Regions from separate parts of the Mus musculus genome. Here all the other regions are linked to region 1. The links are chromatin contacts, called in public HiChIP or PLAC-seq and promoter capture Hi-C maps. All regions are on one chromosome and are shown on one strand. The core of a region is the stretch at or near the end of the contact, and the rest is flanking DNA. Distances in the headings are between cores, read along the strand shown. Region 1 holds the start of Piezo1 (piezo-type mechanosensitive ion channel component 1). Region 2 overlaps Ankrd11 (ankyrin repeat domain 11). Region 3 overlaps Ankrd11 (ankyrin repeat domain 11). Region 4 holds the start of Cdh15 (cadherin 15). Region 5 overlaps Zfp469 (zinc finger protein 469).

Region 1 (3,993 bases), core at 1,008-3,507:
CCCTGGGGACAGTTCTCAGTGTAATGGTGTACACCTGCAATCCTACACACCTCCTGTCGGCTGCACAAAGATCAGTTCAAGGTTATCCTTGAACTACACAGCAAGTATGAAGCCAGGTCAAAAGACAGAGGAAGAGAGAGAGGGAGAAAGGTGATACAGAGGTACCAGGGCTGAGGGCCAGGCAGGCTGTTGCTGATCTGGCCTGATCTGCCTCTCCCTGTTTGGCAAAGGACAAGAAGGAATGTTCTGATACTAAGGATCTGGTCTGGTTTTTGTTTTGTTTTGTTTTGTTTTTTGTTTTTTCGAGACAGGGTTTCTCTATATAGTCTTGGCTGCCCTGGAACTCACTTTGTAGACCAGGCTGGCCTCGAACTCAGAAATCCACCTGTCTCTGCCTCCCAAGTGCTGGGATTAAAGGCGTGTGCCACCACTGTCCTGGTCTGTTTTGTGAGTTTTTTTTGACCTAGGTAATGCTTGTGTGTGACTGACCAGGATATCAAAAGGAAGGAGGCTTGCTTGCATGCCAAGACTGCATACTTGCTGTGGCGGGCAAGGGTGGCGCCAGTTTTTCAATGGTAACATTGTATCTTAGAAGCTGCTCCCACAATTCAGGGAGTCTTCAGATGCTCTTTAAACTGCTACAACACTGTAGGATACAGTTTAGTTTTTTTGAGAGTTCCCCTGTTTGTTCCTTTCTGTTTTTACCCTACAACTACTTCAATGGTTGTGAGACATAAACATTTCAGTTCCTTTGGGACAGTGGTTCTCAACCTTCCTAATATTGCTTAATTAATTTCTAATATTGCTTATTTATTTATTATTAATTATTTTTATTTATTATTAATTAATAATTAATTAATTAATATTCCTTAAGACACTTCATGTTGTGGTGACCCTTGACCATAAAATTATTTTGTTGCTATAACTATAATTTTGCTACTTCTTTTTTTTTTTTTTTTTTTTTTTTGAGACAGGGTTTCTCTGTGTAGCCCTGGCTGTCCTGGAACTCACTTTGTAGACCAGGCTGGCCTCGAACTCAGAAATCTGCCTGCCTCTGCCTCCCGAGGGCTGGGATTAAAGGCCACGCCCGGCCTATAATTTTGCTACTCTTATGAATCATAATGTAAATAGCTGTTATGTAGGATATCTATTATGCAACCCCTATGAAAGGGTCGTTCAAGGCCCATAGCTGTCACGACCCACAGGTTGAGAACTGCTGCTCAAGGAGCAGGTCTGAATGAATTTCTGAACCTTCCCGTGTCTTAGCAGCACCCCTTCAGAGTCAGACTAGAGGTGAGTCTTGGAGACCAAGCTAGGCAGTTTAAATACTATATGTCCAGGGAAAGCCTGCATTTCTGGTGGTTCTGGAAAATTGAAGGTTCTGAAGTGTGATTGACTTTAGCCTGCTGGTGCCTTGAGGCTCAAAAGGGTCACATCATCACCGCTCCCGGTTAAGCCTCTGCCCCTAATGCTACTCATTTCCCAGTGCATCCTGAACTTGGTCCAACTGTGCCGTTCTTGACCCCTTTTCATTTCGTCTTTCCTATCCACCTTAATACGGAAGACTGAGCCAAACCAAGGCGGCTTGGGTGAGGTACCGGGCACGTGCCGGACTCAGACCTTGTCTGGCCACCAATGGGACAGCAGGTGCTCTGTCAGCTTTTGCTACTGTCTGTAGCACACTGACTAAAGCCAAGCCACACAGTGGGGGCAGGTGTGACTGGAAGCAGTCCCAAAGCCCCAACGCAGACCACAGTGGGATGCAGCTGTCTGATGCCACAGCAGTAAGGTGTCTCTCCACCCCAACCACCAAGGCCTAGCCAGCGTGGCCGCCAGTGCCACAGTTAGGGACTCTGACAGCCCCCAGAGGGCGCTGCGCCATCACGGCTTGGGGAACAAAGCGAAAGTTGCTCCAACCACGAGGGGCGCAGTTGCGCGTGGGTACTAAGTGGGTCAGGTCTTTGGGAGTCTTCTTGTATTGCCCCCACCCCGGGTCCCAGGCCCCGGAGCCCCAGGGAGAAGCGCCCCACGGGCACAGTGCGAGTAACTGCGCTGGGCTGAAGGAGGGTTTGGGGGGCGCGCGGGTCGAGGTCTCCGGGTCACCGGCACCAGCCAGGCTAGTAGGGCCGGCGCTCGAGCAGACTGCGCTGGGCAGCGAGGGGGTGCCTGGGCGCGCCTGGCCGTCGGGGGAAGCGCGGAGGCGGGCACTCCAGGGAGGGCGGGGGCCGAGCTTATAAAGGCCCGCAGGCGGGAGCAGGGAGAGAGCCGCCGCGTCGCCGTCCGGCCCAGCTCGGCCTCCACGAGCCGCCGTGAGTTCCGAGCCGGGCGGGCTGACAACCCAGCGTGCGCGGGATCCGGCCGTCGGGAACCAGAGGGCGCGGCCGGGCCGGCCGGCGACCCGAGATCGAGGCCGGCGGGAGGTCACAGCAGCCGCGCGCCGCACGTGCGGAGACCCGCCCAGAGTGCCATGGCGCGCGGTTCCTCCGGCCCTCGCACCTCCCTTTAGCCACGGCGGCGCGACCCCGGGCGGTCCCCCGGCCGCGGGGCATGGAGCCGCACGTGCTGGGCGCCGGGCTCTACTGGCTGTTGCTGCCCTGCACGCTCCTGGCGGGTGAGTGGAGGGCGCGGGCGGGAAGGCTGCGTCCGCGTCCCCCTGCGCCGCGCCGCCCCGGCGGGCGAGCATAGGCGAGGAGATTCCGCGGGACTCGCGGCCCAGGGCGCTCGCATTCCAGAGGCGTGAGCGCGCTGGCGGCCTCGGCGGGCCCGGCCCGGGCACCGAGTGGAAAGCACGGCAGGCAACGGCGAGGCGCGGGTCCGCGAGAGCCCCAGATAGCGCTGGGCGTCTCCACGCGGGCTGGGAGGAGAGGCCCGGGCAAGGGGCTGTTAGTGTCTGAGCTGTGAGGGGAGCGCGACTTTCTATTCTCTTTCGTAGTTAAGAAAAAAGAAAGAAAGAAAGAAAAAAATCAAACTTGCATCATGACTTCCTGACCAATCTGGGAGAAGGTGGCGTTCTGCCTGGAGCTTTTCAAGTCAGAAATTTCCTACCAGAACTAATGTTCCAGCCCTAGGCGCAGTTCTTAGTCTCAGTTCCGAGGTTGTCTGTCCAATGCTAAGCTCCTGTCTTCCTTGTGCCCTACTTGGTTACCTTCCAGAGGGACTGGGGCACAGGGCGCCCCAGGAGGCTCTGCCTGATGTCAGAACTGGAGATCCCCTACCTTGGCATACGTCCCTTTCTTGCAAAGAGCTTCTCTCTTTTGGTGTCATAGGTGCTGGGCTCCATTGCCGCCCTCCCAGCCTCACCCAGGGCACCTTGCCCAGCTGCTCACCCCCTTACACCTCCTGAAGCAGTCAGCACCCCTCCACATGTGACCTTCCTCGGGGTCTGATTAAATTAGCCCACAGAGAGTCAGTGTACCCACTGTGAAAGTTGGTCTGCCTCGTGGAAGTCCATCTGTTGGAGGTGGGGGGGTTGTGCGTGATTCCCTCCATCTCTCCACGGACACTGCTTGTGCACCCTGTTTCAGGAACAGGCTCCGGGGGGTGTCAGGCAACCCGGGCAATGACTTCCACACAGGCCAAGTTTTGATTTGTAGGACCAAAATGTGGTGAGACCGGGGTGGGGGGGTGGGGGGGATTTTTCAAGGCAGGAATCAATGAAAACCATTGAGCTCTGAAAGGAGGGGCCAGCGGATACTGTCCTCAGCTCAGCCCGGACTTAGGAGAGCCAAGGTCTAGGGCCCACATTTGTGGCTTCTTTTCCTCGCTGGCCTGTAGACGGTCAGACTGTAAATATAAGCAGAATGGGTGGATGAGAATGTAGAAGACGGGTACCCTTCTTAAAGATTCAACAAGAGCTGCTTCTCAGGCTCCTTCACTGACTGTCAACACTTGGGAACAAGGAGGGCAGGGCAGGGAAGAGGTGGTCCTGTTGTGTGCAGAGAAAGGCTTCTCCATCTTCATGGAAGAGGTCCTCTTTCACAGACAAGGGCCGTG
Region 2 (3,650 bases), core at 987-3,486, 360 kb before region 1:
AGACTCCCAAGCTGGACCGCAGTGATGGCGGGAAGGAGGTGAGAGAACGAGCCACCAAGCGGAAGCTGCCCTTCACCGTGGGGGCCAATGGAGAGCAGAAGGACTCGGACACAGGTACCAGACTGGGTTTAACACTGTATCCCTGGAGGAGTCTTGCCATAGCTATTGCACCAGTCTGTACAGTGCAGCCCAGAGTAATAACAGTAAGGGCAAGAGACAGCAGGCCTCTAGGTGATGGCTCCCCACAGCTCCCAAGGCACATGGATTTGTGGCAGAACCCAGGGAGAACCTGAAATCGAGGCAGCTGGTGTAGTCTTCCTAAGAATGGATAGGTCTAAGAATGCAGAACAGGAGCATATACGGGTTGGGGTTAGCACCTTTCATTGTGTACGTTCCCAGTCGGATTCTGTCTTGCTCAAGGAGAACCCTGGGGTCTGCTACTGGCTTGCATATCCTTCTGAATTTGATGATGCAGGCAGGACTCCACTCTACTGGTCTTTTCTCCTCCCCCCTTTTTTAAGGCCTCTGGGGCAGTAGAACACAAATGGCAGAGGAAGCCTGGGGTGAAGCATTGGGTTTCATGTCTGTCATCTCCTAGCACTGAGGACGTTGAGATGAGGCTGCTGATGTCTCGGGGTGGGAGGTTTATAAAGGCTTGCATGGATGTCGCACCCTCTGTCACAGATACTTGTAAGGAAAAGCAGAAGTATGTGGGTACTTATGGTAGACATGTGGATAGCAGGCTTCCCTACACCTCTGTTCTGCCGTAGTGCTGGAGTGGAGGGATGACAGCCCCGTGAGCTCATCAGGACATAACCAGAAGACCACATCAAACCTGAATGTCTGTGTGTGTCTGTGCGCGCGCGTGTGTTTTAACATTGTTTGTAGGGATTCATAAGGCAAGTGGCGGTCCTTGCATTGCTCAGGAGAGTGCTCTGACTCCTGTTGTGGTTGTGGAGGGAAGTCTGTCCATCTGTGGAGGCCTCTGTGAGGCTCTGCACCACTGCACTCTAGATTGTCCTTCAGCCTTCGCTGTTGGTGTGCTGTCAAACTGTTCATGTTCACACCTGACCTGAGGCAGGCACAGGCTCAGCTTTGGCAGGTAGCGTTTTCAGGAAGACTGAACTGTAGACCTAGCTAGAGATGGGTGACTGGCCAGCGCTGTGTCTACTGTCCTATCCGTGGCTGACTTCTTTATAACGTTTGTGAGTCGGGTCTCGCAGCTCCAGTGAAGACTGGATCCACTCCTTTCCTACTCCTTCCTTCGTTGGAAATGGAACCCGAAGCCTATGTGCAAACTCGCTACTGTTGGTGTTGTTTAAGACGTCCAGCCTTAGGCATCTCTATACTTGGAGATGGGGTTTGTCAGTTTTCTCAGGCTGGTTTCCACCTCTGGATCCTTTTGCATTCATCTCCTAAGTACTGGAAGTATTGGTTTGTCTTCATCCATTGGGTTCTGCGCGCGCTCGCGCACACACAAACACACACACACTTTATAATCTTTCTCTTCTATACATTGGTGAGCTGGATGCCTCAGGAAGTACTGGGTATTATTCTCCTACCCAGAGATGCAGTGCTGGCTTACAAACGGGGTATGATGGAGTGGATGGCATCTTGTCTGCAGGGGCTTCTGCAGTGGCACCCACCACCTCATTCAGGATGGAGAATACTCAGAATGGGTGCGCAAAGAATTGTGGGATTGATATTTTCCCCCTGTGTAATAAAGAGGTTTATTTTGGCTCAGAGTTCTGGAAGCTGGAAAAGTGCTGATATTTTTAACTCGATGAAATAGTGACCAAGATAGGATCTCTCTGGTCATCTTGATAGGGTTGTCAGACCTCCCTGGAGGTGTGTGACTCAGTCATACTAAGGCACCTCCTAGTTTTGAAAGGTTTTTACAGACAAATGCTTGCAGTGCCCTAGGCCAATAGCTTATCCTTTCCTGACCAGTGTTCCTCCAGCGCCCTCTGCTGATAATGTACAGTTTAGCACTCATCCTTGATGACAAATGCGGTCTACCCCAGTAACACAAGGGGTACCCTCCCACCCTCATTCCAGTCAGGGTTCCTAGTAGCAAATAGTGAGCGTCCTTTACTGTGCCCTCAAGTGGCAAGAAGCTGGCTGGCCTTAAATGACCAAACCGTACAAACTTTTCCTGTTTCCCAGACCCTGCTGCCAATGGCCCAGCCCACTGGAGGTGCGGCTTCCCCAGTGCTTAGTCAGGACTGAGGGCATCCTGCCAAGAACAGTACAGTTTTGTCTGTTGTGAGTCAGCCTGATGAAAAAGCTTGCCCTCCCAAGGCTGTCTATCAGTGTTGTGATGCTTATGCCGCAGCTAGATGCTGTAGGTGTTCAGATAGACCTCAAGATGGAACATGCCTGCGATCATGATGCCCAGGAGCTGTGGACAGGAGCATGTCCTGACCCCCTGTGACACTGGCGAGACTGGGACATAACAGACCTGGTTGTCTGAGCCGGTACCCTCATCTCAGACTGTAAGACCATCTCCACTCCCTCAGGGCCTCTTCCAGACCAGGTCTTTGGTGTTGACCACATACATCACCTGGTGAGGAAAGGCTCTTCCTCCCACTCTCGGTCTGGTCTCTGTAGAGTTCCCGAGGCCTGGTGTGACATCACAACCTTTTGATCCTGGAGCATGGGAAGCAAGTAGATTCTATGACCTGCAGGCCACCTAGGGCTACTTTAAAAAAAAAAAAAAAAAAAAAACCTTCGTTATGGAATTACGTGATTTGCTTAAAATTTGGTCTCTGTTGAAAATTTTTCCACTAATTTAAAAATCTATAAATTACCCTACCTACCTTTCTAGGGCTCACACAGAATCCACCTGCCCCATTGCGTATGAAGTCAAAACTGGCTTCCCAGTACAGTGCTTCCTTGGAAGAAGGGAGAGAATTAACTTTTTCCACCGCTGTGCCTTTGAGCCTCTTTTCGGGTCTGTACAGCGTTCGGTCGACTCATGAGTCTTAGACACCCACTGAAGCGTTCATTCCTCGGGGCTTGATCCCTCAGTTCTTCTGTGGGAGAGGAAAAACTGAGGGATTCTCTTGCCATTGGCTATATGGAACTCGGAATGCTTGGTGTAAGAGGCTGTGTGTGTGTACATGTGCACACACGCTAATGAGGCTTTTCTGTCCTCTTGCTCACTAGATGGTGTAACTCTGGGCTGCATATTGGCAGATGCTAGACCATGGCAAGTGAGAAAGCAGAGTGCATCTGTCTGCCAGGTCACTGACTCACAGGCTAGGGCTTGGCAGGGAAAGGGCGTGGCGTGGAGAACCTGCTGATTGCCCTAATAACCACAGTGTGACTGCTTGTGAACAACCAGAGCCAAATAAAATGCTTCATGGACTTGGTGGTTGGTCTGGTATATTTCTCAGCCATTTGCCCTTTCCATTTTTTTCTTCACAGAGAAGACTGTGGACTAGCAAAGAAAGTAATTTCAGTTTCAAATTGTGTATTTTCCATAATTCAGAGGCAGATGGTCTGGTGGGCAAACCAGAACAAAGTAATATATCTACTTGATACGAAGGCTCAGGACTGTTATTTAGCATTTATAGCAATGAGACATCAAAATTAGCCAATGTGAAAGGTGTTTGGGGTTAGAGCACAGCAGAGATCCTTAAGGAAGA
Region 3 (3,632 bases), core at 503-3,002, 480 kb before region 1:
AAGGCTGAGCACGCACTCACTCATCCCGAAGGCTGTGCACACACTCACTCACCCCGAAGGCTGTGCACGCTCACTCACTCACCCCGAAGGCTGTGCATGCACACTCAGGTCTTTACTGATTTTTATGGAAAGCTTTTTCAGAACTGTCTCCTTTTCAACAGTGTCACAGCTTACTTTGTTGTTTATTTCCCTACCACAGTTGCTAATCTAGCACTGCTGTCTTACTGGACTGGGATGGATTTAGGGGACCAGAATCCTGAGTCCTGACTCTTTAGGGGACCAGGGGATTGTTGCTGTTGGCACACAGAACTGTGGTACAGTGGGATGGAGAGACAAGGCCCTGAGGCAGGCTGTCCTGCTTGGTGTGGCCTTTTTTTTTTTTTTTTTTGGTGCCTTACCCAAACAATGCTGGCTCATTTTCTTGTTCAAGAATGCTTTTGAGGGATATGTTTTCAGTGAGTGAAATTAAAAGACCAAAAAACTTAAAAACAAGTGGGCCTATCAAAGCTGTTTGGTTTTGAAGTGTTTGTAGCTGGGGCTGAAGTCAGTTCTCCATGGGCTGTTAAGAGAAAGGGAGCCAACCTGCCTCCATCCGCAGACTCTGAGGCCAGTGGTGTCCAAGACCTAAAACTCATGGAAGGTTAAATAACAGACTCAGGGAGTTGTATATTTAATATTGTGGTACTGAACTTTACTTTTGAAAATGGAACCTGTTACTTATGGGGGAAACTAGAAGGTAGGTTGTGGGTGTGAAATGGGAGTGGTGAGATTTGTAGCCCATGTATTAATTTTTAATTTTTTATGTTTCCTTTGTATGGAGTCTGGTGTGTGGGTGTTACTTCCTGCTCACATTTATGCTAAAGTGACTAATCCAAACTGGATATAGTGGTCTATGCTGGCAATCCCAGGGATGCCAGGAGTTTGGGGCCAGCCTTATAGTAAGACAACTCCTTAAATGCTCTATACCCACCCCCAAAACCCAGTAAATAAAACCTATGTGCGGAGGTGTTGTAGTGAGTTGTTGGAGAGCTAGACCTGGAACTCATATTCTTTCTCACTTCTGTAGACTTGCTGTGTGGATATTTGTCATTGGTGGCTACCAGTGACCTGTGGCATGTACTCCTGTGGATGTAGCTGTCACTTAATAGGATGTGGAGGTGATAGACAATCACACAGCATGAACTAGATGGCTCAGTGGGTCGGGGGCTTTTCGGGCAACCTTGATGACCTGAGTTTAATCCTCGACTCCACAGGGTGGAAGGAGAGAACTGGCTGCTTCAGATTTGTCCTCTGATAGCAAGATGTGCACCTTATCTCTGCCGCCCTCTCCCCCTTCCAGTGATTAACAAAAGAGAAATACAGAAACGCATTGATGAGGATCAGATTCCGCATTCACATTGTGACTCAAGCCTAGCATGTGACTCAGAGTAGACGTCTCTCACTATGAATAGTTGATGCTCGTGTTAATTCCTTCTTCCTCTTCCTTTCTAGTACTTTTGGGGTTTTTTGCTTTAGTATTGAGCCATGTATCCCCAGCCTTTTATTTTTGTTTGTTTGTTTGTTTTTGTTTTGAGACAGGGTTTCTCTGTGTATCCCTGGCTGTCCTGGAACTCACTCTGTAGACCAGGCTGGCCTCAAACTCAGAAATCCGCCTGCCTCTGCCTCCCAAGCGCTGAGATCAAAGGCGTGCGCCATCACGCCCGGCTCAGCCTTTTATTTTGAATTAGAGTCTTAACCTAAAATGCCCAGAGAGACCGTGAACTTGTGAGCCATAGGCATGCACTAACATGACTATCCTGATACTAATTCCGGTTTCTGAGTATATTTTATTCTTGCTTGTTTGTTAATTGGTTTTTCAAGACAGGATTTCTCTGTTGAAGCCTTGGCTGCCCTGGAATTCACTCTGTAGACTAGGTTGGTCTGGAACTCAGAAATCAGCCTGCCTCTGCCTCCTGAGTTCTTGGATTTACAGTTGATCAATAAAATCTGTATAGAAAGCATCCAGGGCTGGTTAATCTAGGGAAATAACTTTTTAGGCCTTTAAAAATAACCTTCAGTTTTAATATAAGTTGTCCTTAAGCTTGAGATGTTTTTCTATCTGACTTCATTGATCTGTGCAGTAGGTAAAGCAGTTAATGTTCTAGAGATGTGACCCTTTTCTGAACCAATTAACTGCCAACTTGAGGACTGGTTTTCAGGGGACTTGCCAGTGATGAGACTGTTGCCCTGGGAACAAGGGGGACCCAGAGGAATCCACTGTACATACAGTTGTCAAAGGCTGCATGGCTGTTTAGTGCTTATGCAGCTGGACTAGAGCTTTTGTATGGTTTGAGTATTCAAGGTTTAGTTCTGCTGAGTGCCAGGTTTGGTAGCACACACCTCATTCCAGTGCTTGGGAGACTCTAGACCACTTTGGGCTACAGAGTGAGGCCTTTTTTAGATGTATTTATTTTATTTTTTTGGGAATAAGTGTTTTGCCTGCGTTTATGTATGTGCACCACATGTGTACCTGGTGCCTAAAAGTCAGAAGAGGATGTCGGATCCCCTGATACCTGGTTGTGAACCACCACGTGTGTTCATCTGAACCCAGGTCCTCTGCAAAAGCAATAAATACTCTTAATCTCTGAGCCATCTTTCTGGCTCCTTTAGCTTATTTAATTTGTTTTGTGACAGGGTTTCTCTGTGTAGCTTTGTCAATCCTGGTACTGGAACCAGGCTGGTCTCAGCCTCCCTAGTGCTGGGATTAAAGGTGTGTGCTGCATTAAGTCTGACAGATAGTTAACAATGTTTGAGACAAGGTCTTACTGTATTTCATACTAGCCTCACTCTCTGTGTGTAGCTAGTCAGTGGCAGCCTTGTTTCTGATTTTCCCGAGTGCTTGGGCTGCAGGAGTCTGTCATGGTTGTCAGTCTGTCAGGTCCATGCCTAGTTTATACCGCTGGAGACGGAATGAACCTAGGGCTTCGTGCCTGCTAGGTCAGAACTATCACCAGAGCTACACCCCCAGTCCTTGCTTTTGCTTGTTTTTCCCCAACAGTTTCCCCTCAAAGTTCAGGCTGGCCTTGAACTCTCATACATCCCAGGCTGTCCTTAGTCTTGCTCCAGTTCTTACCATTTCCTCAAATGCTGCATTACAGCTGCCATTCACCACAGGGCTGAGACCCTTTCTGTTAAAAAACAAAACCAAAAACCAAACAGCGTCTTCTATTGTTGAGTTATATGCTTCTTTGATGTTAGAGTTATGGTAATAAGAACAAAGAATTGTTTATGAGAGGTCTAACGTGGTTGCCACAGGGAGAACTTAGAGTTGTTTTAAGTGATGTCACCAGGGTGGGGAAGTTAGAAGGACAGTGTGGGGTGAAGAGCTCTTCCACAGTGGTGGTGGCCATCAGTGGACACCTTTGTACCGTGTTTTTGTAAGACATTGAGGTTGTTTAGGAGGGAGATTCCTTTGGGGTGACTTTCTTTCTGGAATTTTGGGGTAACCCAGGTGGGCTGGGGGAGAGTATCCAAGTGTGGTACAGAAATGTCCTGTCATTAGGAGAGTAGGATTTCCTTTCTTTGCAATAGGATGTCTTACAGTATGGTTTTAGTTTCCTTCTAGTTTTCATCTGCATTCCTCTTCACTCTGG
Region 4 (4,094 bases), core at 1,116-3,615, 300 kb before region 1:
CTGCCTCCAGCCTGAGTCACTACAGGCTGCTGGCTGGACCTGCTAGAGATGAGGCTCTCTCTCAGTGTCAGTGACTAGTCCCCCAAAGTACTGCTGAGACCCATCTTTCCTGCAGACTCCACACGGCTTCATTGGTTCCTAGACAGAGGTGAGGTGGGCAGGCATCTCTCTGGACTATCCGTGATGCACCGCAACCCAGCTCAGGAGTAGCAATTAGAGAGACTGAACCCCAAGTGCAGGGGCTGAGGGGGTCATCTTTATGAGTGCTAGTACTAATGTGTGGATGATACTGGGATTAGAACCCCAGATCTCAAGCGTGCTTAGCAAGTGTTCTACTGGCTACAGCCTTGGCAGCTTTTAGTTTTCTTTTGAGGTGAGGTATCAGTAAATTGCCCAGGCTGGCCGTGAACTTGTGATCTTCCTGCTTCAGCTTCCTGAGCAGCTAAAATTTGAGGCCTGGCGGGGACCAGTTTTGAACGCAATACACCCCCTGGTGCTGCCATGGAGTTCTGGAAGCTCAGATTCCAGAGGGAGCCAGGATAGGGAGGCCATGGAGTGAGCTGCGAATCTGAATCCGTGCACAGCCCACTTCCAACCCCAAACAGAGGAGCCCAAGACAGAGCAGCTGGGCCAGGGTAGCCAGGGAAAAGCCCAGTAAGGAAGCAAGAATGACCAGACGGCAGCAGCCCCAGGACCTGGTGTGTGGACAAAAGCCTACAGAAGCACTAAAGCTGGGGGGGGGGCACATTTGGGGGAGGTAGGAAAAGTTCCCCAGGCACTGGAGCTAATTTGAGTGCTGCTGTGAAGTAAGTGCAGGAGGCCAGGCCTCGGGGCGGGGCGGGTCCTTGCCCCCACCTGACTGCCGGGGCCTCCAGATGCCTGGGGGGGGGGCAGTTGCCCTAGTGCAACAGAGAGGGGGGGCTTGGTGATGGAGGGGGAGAAGAATGCTACCCAACACTACCCACCCTCCAGCCTTGGGGGTGCTGTTACTGTAGCCAGTGGGGAGCAAATCCCAGCCCAGGGTATGGAGGGGGCTCTGATGGGTCAGGGCGTTATGCACAAGACTGGGGTTCTGTGTTGGGTCTTAACTAGCCTAGCAGATGTGCCCAGGTAAGGGAATGTGGGCCCCCAAAGCTGGGGTGTTGCTGGTTGGAAGTGTAGGGCTGATGACCCAGGGCCAGCTGCAAGGGGGGCTCTCTGGCCAGGCTCCTGTCAGCTGCCGAGAACTGAAACTTGAGTAGAGTTGCAAGGCTTTGTGGGAATTTGAGGGAACCAAGGAAGTCCTGAAGTGTGTTCCCGGAAGGGACGGACCCCCCACCACACACCCATGCAATGCTGGTTGACCTCTCTCCACACACAGCAATTCTTTGTGCTCGCCACCTGTTGCCTCTGGGCGCAGAGGCTGGCCACAGCCTCAGTGCACATCTCTGTGGAAAGGGACCCTGGCAGGGACCACAGAATCCACATTCCCGTTCTGGCCAGTCCAGGACCATTCAGCAGCCAGTCTGAGGACTGCCAACAGCAGGAAAAACTGGGGACCTGGGCTTTACCCATCCTTCTTTGTGCCATGTTAAGAAGACAGGGTACCAGAGACTGACTGATCTGGGGACCACAGATCACTCCATCTCCAGGCGGATCCAGGCACAGCCGCTGGCCCGGTCAGGTCAAAGGCAGTGTGAACTGAGAGTGTGTTGGGCTACTCTGGCCTGGAGTTATTTTCTCTGGATTCTTAGGTCCTGTAGGGAAGCGTTGCAGCTCCTCTAGGACCACTGGGTAGAGACTCAGGCACCACCAAGACCAACCAGGGGCATAAGTGTTACAGACACTGTGGCTTTCTGCCCCTTCTCTCTGCCTCGTGCTCTGGAATAGAAAGACCTCTCAAGACTGGCCACCCTTAGGCTCTGGGAGGCTCCAGGGAGCACCTGTGATATGCTTCCAGACTGAAGGGACAGCCCAATGGCTGTTCCCGTGCCTCAGAGATGCTTCCAGTCCTGAACCATTTTGCTCACTGATGTGCAGGTCAGTCGCCCTCCCTCTGGAAGCCCCTAAACACAGGACACCCCTTCCTACAATGCTTCAGAGAGTGCGGCCCACCCTGGACACTGCAGGCCGCAGCTCTCAGGTTCCCCCAAAGACACTCCAGGCCAGTGGTCCCAGGAAAGCTATCCCAAAGCTAGAGGAAGGGATGCCACAGGGCTTACAAGCTTACCTGGGCAAGCAGCCCGAGGGCGAGGAGCAGAGCAGAACCCATTGAGGCAGTGGCGGAAGAGCCGAGGACAAGTGGCCGACTGGGCGGCCGGTGGAACGGGCGGTGGTGCTTCTTCTACCCCCACGCTGAGAGCATTGGGCTGAGTGACAGCGCAAGTGCTTGGGGAGCAGGCCAAGGGACTGCACGTGTGTGGTGGGGCGGGGCCAGGGCGGGGTCTGGGCAGGGCTAGGGCTGAGTGACTGCATGGGGGGCAGAGTCATGGGCGGGATCAGAGATGAGTGACAGCACATGTAGGTGGGCCTGGACAGCCACAAGAGTGTAGTGTGAAAGATGCAAGGCAGAGCCAGAGCAAAGTGATGGGGGGGGGGGGGCGATCTGAGTGACAGCATATGTGATCAGTGCCTGAGGGAGGCTCTGTAAAGTTTTGAGGTCAGCACATGTGTTGTAGGGGGCTCCTGGACTGAGTGACAGCATGTAGGGGGGCGGGGAGTGGACATTGGGGAAGAACTCAGCATGCCGTAGGCTGGGACTGAGGCCTGTGGCAGCTGTCCAGAGAGACCCAAGCTTGTAGAAGAATGGAGGGAGCCAAGCACAGTAGCCCATACCTTTAATATTAATCCAGAGGCAGGCAGATCCCTATGAGTTAGAGGCCAGATTGCTCTACATAGTGAGTTCTAGGCCAGCCCAGACAATGTAGAAAAACTGTCTCAAAAAACAAAAAGCAAAACCAAAAAACCCCAAAGTGGCCCCTAACCCAGAGGAAGGAGCAGGAGGATTGGGGGTCACGTTTGGATTGCCTGTTCAGGTTTGCTCTTCCAGAACACATCAGAGGCTCCTGAAGGCTGAGTGAAGGGCAAGAAAGACTGGCATGTGGCTTATTCTTAAGGGGTTCAGGCCCAGGTCTCACCCCACGGGCCACTCTGCCTTTGGCCAGAGCTCCTTTGCCTACCCCCTGCATCTCCCGCCACACCACATGTATGCAGCAGTCACCATGATTTTGTGGGATATCTTCTTTGCTGATAGCTTCTGGATGGCCCTCGCTGACATCAGCCGGCCATGGGCGTGATCCTTCTGGCTTGCACTGAAGAAGGCAGGAGACGTTACTGGATCCAAGGCCCAAGACAGGCACGAAGGGAGGGTGCCTGGTCCCTGCTGGTCCACTCCACTGTCCTGGACAGATCCCGCGGGCATTGGTAGAGACTTGGTTGATTTACATACATGACTGAGGTCCCAGTCCCTGACTAGAAAGGCTGCACCAGGCTTGTGCCCATGTTTCCTGAACCCCGTCAGCTTAGCCAGAGTTCCCAGCCCCTTCCCCAGGCAGTGTGTGGCCCAGTGGCCAGGGACTCCAGGCTGGTTGGGCTTTCCCTCCTCACTCTCTCCCTCAGGCCTCCATTGGTCCAGTGGCTTTAAACTACCCACAAGCTAGAGGCTTTCCAACTTGCCTGCGCTCACACCCATCTGACCCTATGCTGATCCGACCCCAATAGATCTGTATCAGCCTGGATGAAGACGTCCAGGTGGCTCTTGGTCCACCACAACACCTTTCCCCCCATTCTGCCCCAACAGCCGTTCTGACGCACAGCTGTTAGTTCACCTCCAAGTGCTCTTTGTCCACCCCTTTCCTCCACGGTCACCATGCTCTTTGAGGTGCCCTGCCTGGAGCATGCTTTCCTTCCGCTGTTACTTAGAGAACTCCTACGCATCCCTCAATGCCCAGCTCCACGGCTTCGGTCAAGGGAACACCCTCCCATCTCAACCAAGGTTGTTCCTTCCTCCTCTGGCCTCCTGCTGGGTGCAGCCCCTATATGGCTGGCCCTATATGCTGTCCTCTGGACTTGGGAGAAGGACAGGAAGAGGGGGGAGAGAGGAAGGATGTGGGGGA
Region 5 (3,925 bases), core at 149-2,648, 280 kb after region 1:
TTTCCCAGTGTTTCCCACGCTTCCATGTCTGCCCAGTCCCAGGGCCTGGCCCTTCCTTTGTCTTCCATGGCTTTCTCTTTTCTCCCTGGGACTTGAATGCACTTGGACCCCCTGATGAACAGCGTCCCCAGGCCCTCTGGTGCTACCCTTGGTGTGGGCTCGAGGTGGGGGCTGGTCCGGGGTGGAGCTCGCCCAGCTAGGACAGCTGGGCTCAGTAGGGGTGGAGGCCATCTCACTTTGGAGCTGCCCACTGGTTGGCTGGGGCTGGCTGCCACCCCCTGTCTGAGTGCCAGGCTGGAGCCCTCCACTGCTCTGAGGGGTGCCTCGCAGTTTACCTTTAGAAGTGTTGGGCTTTACCCTGTCCTCAGGACTCAAGACCAGCTCTGCGGCTGGGATCCCCATCCCTCCTGGTTTTCGGGGTGGTGCTGGTGGCTTCAGTGCTTTTTTGGTGGGCTCTGCTGCTCTGTGATGGGAGGTACTTGAGTAGGCTCCTGGTTTGGTGGCATTGCCCTTCTGGGAGGGACCCTCTATTCTCCCCTCAGGTGCCATGTGGTGTGTGGTCACTAGCCTCTCCTGGAGCTGAGAGGGGTGCCCTGGGGAACACCCAGGGGCACACTTGTCTCCGTTGCCTGGACTCTTGTGTTTTCCTGGGAACAGGTGAAGGGCCCTCTTTTCCCCTACCAGAGCCTGCCATTTACATGGCTCAAGGCTTCCCAAGGAAGCCTCGTGTTCTGGTTTCTCCAGGGTTCTGTTCAGCTTGCAGCAGCCGCCTGTACCTTCAGCTGAGGCAGCTGAGAAAGGAGACAGAGACGGAGGTGGAAGATCCTGGCCACTCAGTGGTAGGTTGTTCCCCCTGGGTGAGTGGTCTGCCTGGTCCACAGGGTTCTCTTGAGAACTGGGCTGGTCCAGGATGAGGCTAGGCGCTAGGGGCAGTGCAGGAAGGGACACCTCACTTGGTGTAGGGCTGGTTGTGGAGGGGATTCTGTCAGTGCTGAGCTCAGGGGGACTGAAGGGCGCCATCAGCCTGTTCTGCTTGCTGGGTAGCACATCCTGGGAGACACGGGTCTTCCTCCTAGGAACCCCTGGCCGCTTAACACTCCGGAGTGTGAAGGGCTGCAGGTCGCAACTCAGGTGCTTGCCCATGTGCCTGTCGAATTGCTCCTTCTTTGCAAAGGTGTAGTTGCAGGAGCTGCAGACAAAGGACCTCCTGATGACGTGCATGACATTGGCGCAGAGCTCACAGGCATAGAGAGGCACGTGTGGGAGCTCCTTCTCCTCTGTCACCCCGTGGGTCAGGCCCAGGTGTACCTTCAGCTCCCAGGGCTCAGGGTAGACCTGCGGGCACCGGGGACACAGGTAGACGCGCTGTGGGCTGTGCACCGCCAGGTGGCGCTGCAGCTTGAAGGGCTTGGGGAACTGCTTCCCACAGTGGTGGCAGTCACGGGAGGGGTCCTTGCAGTCCTCGTGCACTGGTACAGCTTGGAGCGGGGACTCGCCGTGGGACCAAGGGTCTGGGGACGGGGCGGGGGGCGTCTTGGCAGAGTCAGAGCAGGTGGCAGAACTGCTGGTCAGAACGGATAGGCTGCCTCCTTCGGCGCCATCTTGGCTGGGGGTGACCGAGGCACGTGCCTTGCGCTTCATCCTTCTTGGGGTTTTCTTTCCAGCGTCTCCTTCCTGCTCTGATGGCTCCCTACTGTCTTTGCCGATCGAGCGCTTGGTCCTCTGGGGTTTGGATGCTCGCTCCACAATGGTGTTCAGGAAGTGCGTGAGGGCGCTTTCCCCTTCCAAGCACCCGGGCAGGTCTCCTAAGGCTCGCCGCGCCTGGCCATTTCGGGCAAAGCGGGCTGCGTGCTCCCGAAGGTGCTGGTTGTACATCCAGACATCAGCCACCTCCTTCAGGCACATGCCACAGGCCCACGGCCCTGCTTTGCCCTGCACGTGCTTCTCCCACAAGTGCTCCCGTAGAAGCTCCCGGGAACTGAATCTGCGCTCCACGCACAGGTAGCAAGTTGGGGGCGGCGAGGGGCTGTGCGACAGCTTATGGAGATCCAGCTCGCCCAGGCTATGGAACCGCTGGAAGCACACCCTGCACTTGTAGGAGGCCCTCTTGCCCTTCACCCGCAGGTCTCTGCCTTTGGCTCGTCTGGCCCGGGCAGTTCCCTCCATTCTTTTGTCTGGAGGGCCTTGTGAATTTGCTGTGACCTGGAAGTCTAGGGCGCCTGGGTTAGAGAGTTCAACAAGGTCACTACAGGGTCTCAGAAAGCACAGGTCTTGTATCTCCAGCTGGGTGCTGAGAGCCTCAAAGTCCTTAACGTAAAGTGGGGGCAGGCTGGCATTTCCAGGAGGCCTGTTGTCATGTTCCCTTTCTAGGTTAGGGGGTTCCGGGCTCATGTCTCCAACAGAAGAGGCTGTCTCACAGGCTGGGCTACAGTGTTCCAGGTCCCGCCAGGCTGCTGGGACCATGTGCAGCTGCGGGATGGGCTCTGACCATTCATCTTGGTTCTCCATCAAGCAGGAAGGCTTCTCCTCCACGCAGCTGGTTTGCCTGTCGGATTCCAGGGCCCACAGGCTGAGGCTGGGGGTCCATGGGTCAAGGCCAGGTGTCTTATTGCTTAGAAGGCCATCGAGGAGGAGGGACTCGGGCAAACTCATGACTTCATCATCCCACACATCCTCTTCCTCTCGGGACAGGCAGAGAGAGCCCGAGTCACTGAGATCGGTAGGCAGGCGCGTGGAGCCGAGTGAGACACTGTTTATCACCTCAGCGATGGGCTCCTTCGGTGATGGGCACTTTGGCCTTTGGCAGCGCTTCCCATAGACTCGTAGGTTCTTCTGAGTGAGGCGGCCATCCAGGGGGAAGAGCCGAGAGAAGGAGATGTCATCATCGAACAAGTCTGGAGGGTCCCTTTGCTCTGGGCTGGGGGCGCCATCCGACCCGTGGACTTCATTCTGGGTTTCCGGGTCTTTGATAGGTCCCTGGGGGTAGCTACTGATGGTGTTGTCCACTTCAGAACTGTGTGTCCTGTCAGGTAAGTCAGGTGTCCCTTTCCCAGTGCCCTCATCGGACCTGCCTTTGACTCCTGTGTGGTCCTCTGTAGGCTGGCTCTCAATAGCCCGTGAAGGTTCTCCACTAATGTCCGATGCCGTGGCCTCTTCTGGTCCCCAGAACCACTGTGTCCAGGTGGCCTTCTGTTCCACCGGATGCTCCTTCTCTATCGTCCCTTGACAGACCGGATGCTCTTGGGGGGCCTTCTGTGCTGGTACCTCCTCTGTACACAGGGCCCCTGGACCAACGTCTTCAGCATCTTCCAGTGCTCTGGGTCCTCCTGTGGAGGATGGAGGTGGAGGCCTGACAGCTGGCCTGCATCCTCCCTCAGGCGAGAGGCTCAGGGGGATGAGAGGATGGCCACAGGCGGTTGGTAGGTCTGAAGTCACGTGGGTAGTGCCTCCGGGACCATGCTTCTGCCTCCTTGCCCTCAGCTTTACCCCTTTCCTGTTAGGTTTCCTCTCTGGGTGGCTGGGGGAATCGGCAGGCTGTCCACCTTGCCTCTTGCCCCTCACTTCTGTCTGGTCAGGATGGAGCTGGTTTGTTCCCCATCTGTCTGCTCTCCTTGGTTTTGAGGCAGGAACCTCTGCACTCTCTCCTTGCTCACTGAGGCCTAGGGTGGGTGGGTGCTGGCTGAGGGGAGTGTCTAGTGTCCCAGCTCCCTCAGATTTCTCACTAGTCCTTTTTAGTATCTCAGGACCCATGGTGTCCTGGAGGGGAGGTGGTCCAGAAGAGCGGCCAGCCCCCAGGGCCGGGCGACTCGGTCTTCCCTTCTCAGACACCTTGTGGCTTTTCTTCCCAGGAGTCTGGCATGCTTTGGTCATGGGATCTGAAGGCTGGCAAGCAGGCACAGGCATGGGGCTCAGCAGGGATCTAGGT

The links. Promoter capture Hi-C pulls out the DNA fragments that hold promoters and counts their contacts. HiChIP or PLAC-seq counts read pairs in DNA pulled down with a chosen protein or histone mark.
Region 2: a contact with region 1 is called in an HNF4G HiChIP or PLAC-seq map of pancreatic cancer cells. The contact joins the enhancer-like site here to the promoter of Piezo1 in region 1. A contact is called at or near these places in 3 of 39 promoter capture datasets (hippocampal neurons, liver and pre-B cells), 4 of 115 datasets of contacts at active chromatin or transcription factors (epiblast stem cells, large pre-B cells, memory CD8 T cells and 1 more) and 1 of 9 other capture datasets (liver).
Region 3: a contact with region 1 is called in an H3K27ac HiChIP or PLAC-seq map of microglia, with 4 times the contacts expected there. The contact joins the enhancer-like site here to the promoter of Piezo1 in region 1. A contact is called at or near these places in 5 of 39 promoter capture datasets (the C10 cell line, cranial neural crest, fetal liver and 2 more), 1 of 484 Hi-C or Micro-C datasets (Th1 cells) and 3 of 115 datasets of contacts at active chromatin or transcription factors (effector CD8 T cells, embryonic stem cells and microglia).
Region 4: an H3K4me3 HiChIP or PLAC-seq map of fetal liver shows a contact between it and region 1, with 4 times the contacts expected there. The contact joins the promoter of Cdh15 here to the promoter of Piezo1 in region 1. A contact is called at or near these places in 10 of 39 promoter capture datasets (the C10 cell line, cranial neural crest, embryonic stem cells and 6 more), 2 of 15 datasets of contacts at CTCF or cohesin (embryonic stem cells and pro-B cells), 10 of 484 Hi-C or Micro-C datasets (the G1E-ER4 cell line, the HL-1 cell line, the N1E-115 cell line and 4 more), 34 of 115 datasets of contacts at active chromatin or transcription factors (the 230-238 cell line, the HPC-7 cell line, the NIH/3T3 cell line and 25 more) and 3 of 9 other capture datasets (adipose tissue, liver and pancreatic islet).
Region 5: a promoter capture Hi-C map of fetal liver shows a contact between it and region 1, with 4 times the contacts expected there. The contact joins the enhancer-like site here to the promoter of Piezo1 in region 1. A contact is called at or near these places in 11 of 39 promoter capture datasets (the 3T3-L1 cell line, the C10 cell line, the HPC-7 cell line and 7 more), 22 of 484 Hi-C or Micro-C datasets (B cells, the Ba/F3 cell line, the C2C12 cell line and 15 more) and 5 of 115 datasets of contacts at active chromatin or transcription factors (embryonic stem cells, epiblast stem cells, large pre-B cells and 2 more).

The regions. Positions count from the first base shown.
Region 1 is chr8:122,549,593-122,553,585 of GRCm38.p6, reverse strand. It overlaps Piezo1 (piezo-type mechanosensitive ion channel component 1), which reads left to right and starts at 2,257. Exons shown (of 51, transcript NM_001357349.1): 1 at 2,257-2,611. The coding sequence starts at 2,548.
Region 2 is chr8:122,905,132-122,908,781 of GRCm38.p6, reverse strand. It overlaps Ankrd11 (ankyrin repeat domain 11), which reads left to right. Exons shown (of 13, transcript NM_001081379.2): 4 at 1-114. Gm39273 (a long non-coding RNA gene) reads right to left here. Exons shown (of 4, transcript XR_003947488.1): 2 at 2,820-3,650; 3 at 1-2,701. Among named protein-coding and RNA genes, the nearest start is that of Gm39272, 27 kb to the left of the region's middle. Within about 2 kb of position 2,236, at least 211 of the 459 cell types and tissues checked have an H3K27ac peak or open chromatin away from gene starts, as enhancers often do. A contact at or near this core is called in epiblast stem cells, liver and pancreatic cancer cells, where this site is marked.
Region 3 is chr8:123,025,746-123,029,377 of GRCm38.p6, reverse strand. The region is part of intron 1 of Ankrd11 (ankyrin repeat domain 11); the gene reads left to right. Among named protein-coding and RNA genes, the nearest start is that of Ankrd11, 15 kb to the left of the region's middle. Within about 2 kb of position 1,752, at least 71 of the 459 cell types and tissues checked have an H3K27ac peak or open chromatin away from gene starts, as enhancers often do. A contact at or near this core is called in Th1 cells, effector CD8 T cells and microglia, where this site is marked.
Region 4 is chr8:122,846,645-122,850,738 of GRCm38.p6, reverse strand. It overlaps Cdh15 (cadherin 15), which reads right to left and starts at 2,365. Exons shown (of 14, transcript NM_007662.2): 1 at 2,210-2,365. The coding sequence starts at 2,251.
Region 5 is chr8:122,267,089-122,271,013 of GRCm38.p6, reverse strand. Zfp469 (zinc finger protein 469) reads right to left here. Exons shown (of 3, transcript NM_001362883.1): 3 at 1-3,925. Among named protein-coding and RNA genes, the nearest start is that of Zfpm1, 13 kb to the left of the region's middle. Within about 2 kb of position 1,398, at least 50 of the 459 cell types and tissues checked have an H3K27ac peak or open chromatin away from gene starts, as enhancers often do. A contact at or near this core is called in bone marrow-derived macrophages, embryonic stem cells, fetal liver and 1 more, where this site is marked.